Linked DNA regions of Zea mays: region 1 is linked to region 2. Evidence: chromatin contacts called from public Hi-C data. All regions are on one chromosome and are shown on one strand. The core of a region is the stretch at or near the end of the contact, and the rest is flanking DNA. Distances in the headings are between cores, read along the strand shown. Region 1 holds the start of LOC100272285 (CRS2-associated factor 1 mitochondrial). Region 2 holds the start of LOC103641203 (Octicosapeptide/Phox/Bem1p (PB1) domain-containing protein / tetratricopeptide repeat (TPR)-containing protein).

The links. A called contact is a pair of places that touch in the nucleus more often than the background predicts.
Region 1: a Hi-C map of tassel shows a contact between it and region 2, with 3 times the contacts expected there. The contact joins the promoter of LOC100272285 here to the promoter of LOC103641203 in region 2. A contact is called at or near these places in 13 of 25 Hi-C or Micro-C datasets (bundle sheath, ear, endosperm and 5 more).

The regions. Positions count from the first base shown.
Region 1 is chr10:72,459,060-72,462,561 of Zm-B73-REFERENCE-NAM-5.0, reverse strand. It overlaps LOC100272285 (CRS2-associated factor 1 mitochondrial), which reads left to right and starts at 2,251. Exons shown (of 5, transcript NM_001146772.1): 1 at 2,251-2,890; 2 at 2,973-3,100; 3 at 3,237-3,462. The coding sequence starts at 2,326. LOC103641205 (somatic embryogenesis receptor kinase 2-like) reads left to right here. Exons shown (of 11, transcript NM_001326455.1): 11 at 181-966. The coding sequence ends at 495.
Region 2 is chr10:72,299,243-72,302,304 of Zm-B73-REFERENCE-NAM-5.0, reverse strand. LOC103641203 (Octicosapeptide/Phox/Bem1p (PB1) domain-containing protein / tetratricopeptide repeat (TPR)-containing protein) reads left to right here and starts at 1,670. Exons shown (of 3, transcript NM_001397162.1): 1 at 1,670-3,062. The coding sequence starts at 1,876.

The DNA of each region.
Region 1 (3,502 bases), core at 1,002-3,501, 160 kb before region 2:
TGAATTGATATTGTGACAGGCTGATAACTAAACAAGTAGAGTGACATGCTCGTGTCTCTGAAAGTCCTCATATATTTGTTAGAATATTGCTTTAGCCTGTTAGGATTTATTTCATTGCATTCTTTTGATATGACATGATTTGGCTAGCAAATTAATACCATGTTCAATTGCTTTACTTAGGTCAAGGGGTTGCTCAAGGAGAAGAAACTGGAGAGTCTGGTCGACGAAGATCTAGACCACAACTACATCGATGTCGAGGTGGAATCTCTGATCCAGGTGGCGCTCCTCTGCACTCAGAGCAACCCCATGGAACGTCCTAAGATGTCGGAGGTTGTGAGGATGCTTGAAGGCGATGGTCTCGCCGAGAGGTGGGAGGAGTGGCAGAAGGTAGAAGTGGTACGGCAAGAGGTTGAGCTAGGCCCTCATCGAACCTCGGAATGGATTCTCGACTCCACCGACAACCTCCACGCTGAACAGCTGTCAGGGCCGAGGTGAAGGCAAGCTTGAGATCAGACTCCCACTAATTCTGGTACGGAGGAGTATTTTGCAAGGGCACAATAGAGATGTGTATCAATCATCCTAGTAAAAAAAAAATCCACCAATTTGTTAATATACCAGTCAGTGGGTGAAGCGAAGATTGGCAGCCATGGCTTTGGATGTATATTGCTTGATGTGGTCAGCCATGCCTTTTGAGTTCTTCTATGCCAGGGCAGCAGAGCTGGAGGAGCTTATGTCATGTGCAGTTGCCGCATGCGCCAATGCTCCTGTGTTTGTAAAGGTCGGAGCTGAGGTGCTGCGGCTATCATCTGGGTCCGCGATAAGTTAATTGTACTGATAGTTGATATCTAACTACTATTTTGTGTATCAAATGAAAATGTTGGAACTAAAGGATCGGATAGTATAGGTGTCTTATGAACCTGTTCTGGCTGGCAAAATTAACCAGAAATATGGATTTGCCACTTCAACTATGTCAGCAGATTTGCGCATTTGCCACTCCATCGTCTTCAACTGAATCTCTGACTGCGTACTTGCAACTGAATCTCTGACTGCGTACTTGAATTATGAATTTATGATAACTCGCTAATTTTTTATAACTAGTCCAATGCACGTGCATTCCAAATATTTCTTTATAATAGGTTAGGGTCTTTAATTAATTTAGTTTGAAATTGAGTAGAAATAGAGTTTGATCGTAATCCGGTAATCCGATTTGATTCTTAAATTTTAGGAGCAATTGTGTTTCTATCCTTGATGGAAGTGCAACGACTTTGTGATTTCATGTCTTTTTTAAAACAAAAAACAAGTCTATCTCCGCTTATGTTAGATGGAAGTAATGGTGTGAAATAGGACATATAAAGACATTTATTCTTTCGTCGTAAATATGATTTTGCGCCCTTCTTTAGAATCTGTCTGTTCTATAATTGTGATTTTACCCCTGTTTTTTCAAAGAAGGGGCAAAATCATAATTACGATCTAAGGGTAAAATTTGTCTATGTATGTCCTATTTCACATCTTTATTATCATCTAATAGAAGCAGGGACAAACTTATTTTTCATTTTAAAAAAAGTGACCCAAAATCACAAAGTCGAATTTTGAGGGGCAAAATCACATTTGTACTTCGGCTCTAAAATTTATATAGTGTAAAATTTAGAGTCTATTACCATCCCTACTTCTACGTGCGTTGTGCCGACACACAATCATATTTGATATCCATAAAAAAATTAATATCAAAGCGAACATATTGTCCATATATTAAATAATAAACTAATAAAAATAAATATTACACTTTATCTTAGCCACCAGCTAGAGAAAGATGAGTTAAAAAATGAGCCCGACTCCTTTTTTATAGTTTACTCGGTCGCTCGTACTTCTTCAGCTAGCGAGGTGATATTACTTGGAGCGCTACGTGGGTCTTCTTGTCGTATTGGGCTTCGAATGATTTCTCATAGCCCATCTTTAGTGTAACGACTCAAATCGTGAGTATGATTGTTGGTCATACATAACACTATTTGTACTTTAGAGTTTACTGTTTATAAAGTAGAATTTTAAAATAGAGATGGAATAAGAGTTAAGATAAGCTCTGGAGACGGCTAACCGCCTAACCCACCCGAATCTCACAGCATCAAGGCGGGCCTCTTGCCTGAGATCACAGTGACAATCGAATCGGGCCGTTCGTTTGTTTGGGCAGCCTTCCGTTGCACGGACGCGATTTGTCCCCAAACCACTACCAGGAGAAGGCTCTGTTCTGTAACCCAATCAGTCATCACCGCCGCCCGACGGACTGTGTCCCCACTCCCCAGTGAGCCGCCGTGACCTCCCAGCCGCCCCATGCTCACCCTCCCCGGTACCCTCCGCCGCGCGCGCGCTCCTCCTGGCCTCCCTCCCCGCCGCCACCTCTCCCGCCTCCTGGACCGTTACGGCTTCGTGGCCCCGGACTCCCTCACCCCGGCCCCGCGAGAACCTCACAGCGACACCGCCGACTCCGCCGCCGCTGCGAAGAAGCGCCGCGCGAAGAAGCCGCCCTACCGCCCTCCGTCCTCGCTGGACCGTGGCGGTCGCCCGCCCGCGCACTCCGACCTCCCCTTCGACTTCCGCTTCAGCTACACCGAGAGCACCCCGGCCTCCAAGCCCATCGGGCTGCGCGAGCCCAGGTACTCCCCGTTCGGGCCCGGGCGGCTCGACCGGCCCTGGACGGGGCTCTGCGCGCCCGCCGTCGACGCTACCCTGCGGGACGTCGAGGCAGAGGACCCCCTTCCCGACGCCGAGAGGGGGCTTGAGGAGGCGCGCCGGCGAGAGCGGGAGCGGGTACTGGGAGAGCCTCTCACCCCCGCGGAGCGTGCGTTCTTGGTCGACAGGTGCCAGAAGAACCGCACCAAGCGTCAGATCAACCTTGGTAGGATTTTGCTCGGCTTCGGCGCGAAGCAAAGGATGCATTTCAAACTGTCGTGATGAATGATGTTTGTCAATTTCTCTAGGGAGAGATGGGTTTACTCACAACATGCTAAGCGACGTTCACAACAACTGGAAGACCTGCGAGGCCGTCAGGATAAAATGCCTCGGCGTGCCAACGGTCGATATGCAAAACGTGTGCCATCAGCTTGAGGTATAGCACTGGTTGTAACATTTTAAGTAGTTATGGTTGTCGATATGCAAACCATTTTTGGAGTTATGGTTTGATGTCACTGGTTGCAACATTTGGTTTTTGAGGACAAGCATAACTATGTCTACTTCTTGTCCAGGATAAAACTGGTGGCCTGATCATCCACCGGCATGGTAGCCTGTTGATACTGTACAGGGGTAGGCACTATAATCCAAAGAAAAGACCTGTTGTTCCGTTGATGCTGTGGAAGCCTGCTGAACCTGTTTACCCGAGGCTAATCAAAACGACAATAGAAGGGCTCACAGTTGAGGAGACAAAGCAAATGAGGAAGAAGGGCCTACATGTTCCTGTTTTGACAAAACTTGGTATTTTTTTCCTCCCCTTCTCCACCTATATGTATTGTAA
Region 2 (3,062 bases), core at 421-2,920:
ACCAAACGATGCCTAGCAGCTTCCACGATACGCCTCGGGCCATGTGGCAGCACCGCACCCCCGCCTGGGCGGAGAGTAGTAACTGGGAGCGTATGCAGACGTGGTAGCCCCGGACCTCTCCAAATTGGGAGTCTGGAAACACCTAGGGAAGTTCGGGTCCTTTTGTGACGGCTTGGGCACGCGGCGACACCAGACCTCCCTCGGCCGGAGGTATGGATGTCACACATGGGGGGGTCCGGGACCGTTCCGTGGGGTCCAATTCCGGGATGTAGCTAAACGAGCAGTCCCACCACCGGGACCTGGGGTGACCAGTCCAGAGGCTTGCAGTCCTACTGGACAGGCCTAGGCCCCAAGCCGGGGTAGACCACTCGTCCTCCCATGGCCACTGATAGCCATATGGATTCTGTCTGACCCGTTATGAGTGGGTACCCCATATTTAAGGTATCGATAGTGGTGTACCATGATATTTTTTTCCTACTGATAGGAAAGATCTAACAGGTCCTTGAAACTCTTTTTTGTTTTGTTAAATAGTTTCATTACCTTAGAAAAAAATCTTTAGCTTACTACTAAAAGCAACATGAAGAGTCTAATCTAATCAAAAGAAATCATTTGAAATATCTAATGTAAACTTAGGGAGTAACATTGTAGTCGTCATTGTCAAAGCATTTGTAAGGTATTGAGATGATGATAATATGTGTGTTATCCATTTCCTTGTAATTATTGTTTGCTAGTAACATTTTTGTATTAGTGTACCATACGCGTAATAATATGGTCACGGCGTCTTTATTGACGTCGTACATGCCCCGCTCGTGGGTCACGGCCCTGCGGGCCCGTCTCCTCCGGCTGGGCTGGAACGGCACTGGCGCACCGCGCACGGCAGCCCAAGTCGGCTGTCACCCGTAGCCTCGATTCCACCAAGAAAAAACAAAAAGCGTCTCGTATCGTATCGCCTCTCCGTTCCGTGACTTTGGGTCTCGCGCCATTTGTCCACCCGCCCCTACCCTATCCAACTTCCCTTCCTTTCCCTTTACTACTTCCTCTGCTTTGGTTGCTTGGCTGCTGCCGTTTGCTTCGCCGCCTCGTGTCCTGTCTTCGGCTGCTCCTTCCGTGCCGTCGAAGCATCTTCCGCTCCCACCTATAGATGTCCAAACGGGCTGCCCGGCCCGGTCCGGCCCGGGTCCGGTGAAGCCTGGCCCGTTTTGGGCCCGGCCCGCTAGGCACGATTAAAAACCGGTCCGGGCCGGCTAAGCACGCGGGCTCAATTCCTTGTCCGAGCCCGGCCCGCAACGGGCCTAAACGGGCCGGGCCGGCCCGTTTAGCACGAAAAAGCGGGCCGAAAAGCGGGCTATGCGGGCCGAAAAGCACGTTTTAGTGTAAAAAAAGCGGGCTTAACGGGCTTAGAGCTAAACGAGCCGTGCCGGGCTAGCCCACCGTGCCTAATTTCCTGTCCGAGCCCGGCCCGCTTATTCGTGCCGGGCCGGCCCGGGCCCGCATATAACCGGGCCATGCCGGGCTCGGACTGGGCCCAAAAAACGGGCTTCGTGCCGGGCTCGCGGGCTTCGTGCTGGGACATCTATACTCCCACCTCTGTTTCTTAGATTCGGCCCGCGGGCGAGCACAGACAAAACCCCGCACTTTTAGCGTTCTCTCGCGCATTTCGTTTCTTGGTGGGGTGGGTGGGAGTGGGACTGGAAGAGGAAGAGCGCGTGCAGCTTCTGGTTCCTGTTTCCCGTTTCCGTTCCCTCCCGCTTAAAATCTTCAAAACTGCCGAGATTGAAGGTTTCCTCTTTGTCCCCAAGAAGCGAGAGGGGAAAGGCGTTTCATTTGGGGGAAGGACGAAGGAGGGCGGCCGCCGGCCAGCGCCAGGCCCCAACCATGGGGAAGCCCCCGGGGGCCAGGAATCCGGCGGAGGCGGAGGCCGATGGCGACGACGCGGTGTTCCTCGAGCTGTCGCGGGAGCTCAAGGAGGAGGGCACGCGGCTGTTCAACAGGCGGGACTTCGAGGGCGCGGCGTTCAAGTACGACAAGGCGGTCCAGCTGCTCCCCGCCGGGCGGCGCGTCGAGGCGGCGCACCTCCGGGCCAGCATCGCGCACTGCTACATGCGCATGAGCCCCGCGGAGTTCCACCACGCCATCCACGAGTGCAACCTCGCGCTGGAGGCGGTGCCCAGGTACAGCAGGGCGTTGCTCCGCCGGGCCGCCTGCTTCGAGGCGCTGGGCAGGCCCGACCTGGCGTGGGGGGACATCCGGACGGTGCTGCGTTGGGAGCCCGGCAACCGCGCCGCGCGCCAGATCTCGGACAGGGTGCGTACGGCATTGGAGGATAAGGGTATCTCGGTTGCCTTGGATGTGCTGCCAGAGGATGAGAATGAGATTGCTAGCGCCAAAGGAGAGGAGAGGAAGAAATCTCGTAATAAGCGTTTTGATTCGGTTGCGGGGGGGCGGGAGGGTGAAAATGGTATTGCGCTACTAGAATCTGCTTCCACGGAGAAGCAGGCTGGCCCGAGACAAACAAATGGAACAGGGAATCATCAGGATCATACTGAAGATAGTGAATCCAATGGTCTCGAGAAGCTAGAACAAAGTACTGAGACGGGAGAGAAGGACATGGGCAAAAAGCGAGGTGCACACGCTGCTGGAAAGAAACCGAGGTGTGGTGAGAGCAAGCAGCAAAAGCATTCTGCAGTGAATCATTGTCAGGACAACATTGGTGCCAAGGAGGAAGTCATGAAGGATGTGAAGCTGGTCTTTGGAGAGGACATCAGGTGTGCTCAGATGCCAGCTAACTGCTCTCTGCCACAATTGAGAGAAATAGTTCAGAACAAATTCCCGTCACTGAAAGCGTTTCTGATCAAGTATAAAGACAAAGAAGAAGACTTGGTGACGATAACCTTGTCTGAGGAGCTAAGCTGGGCAAGCAATCTGGCAGTTTCGCAAGTGCCAATCCGATTCTATGTTGTAGAGGTTAATCATGTTCAAGAGCTTGGTGTGGATGGGGTCAGGAGACGTCCTTCCTTTGCCACGTTAGAGAGAAATCGTGATATCATGTTGGATAATGGGAC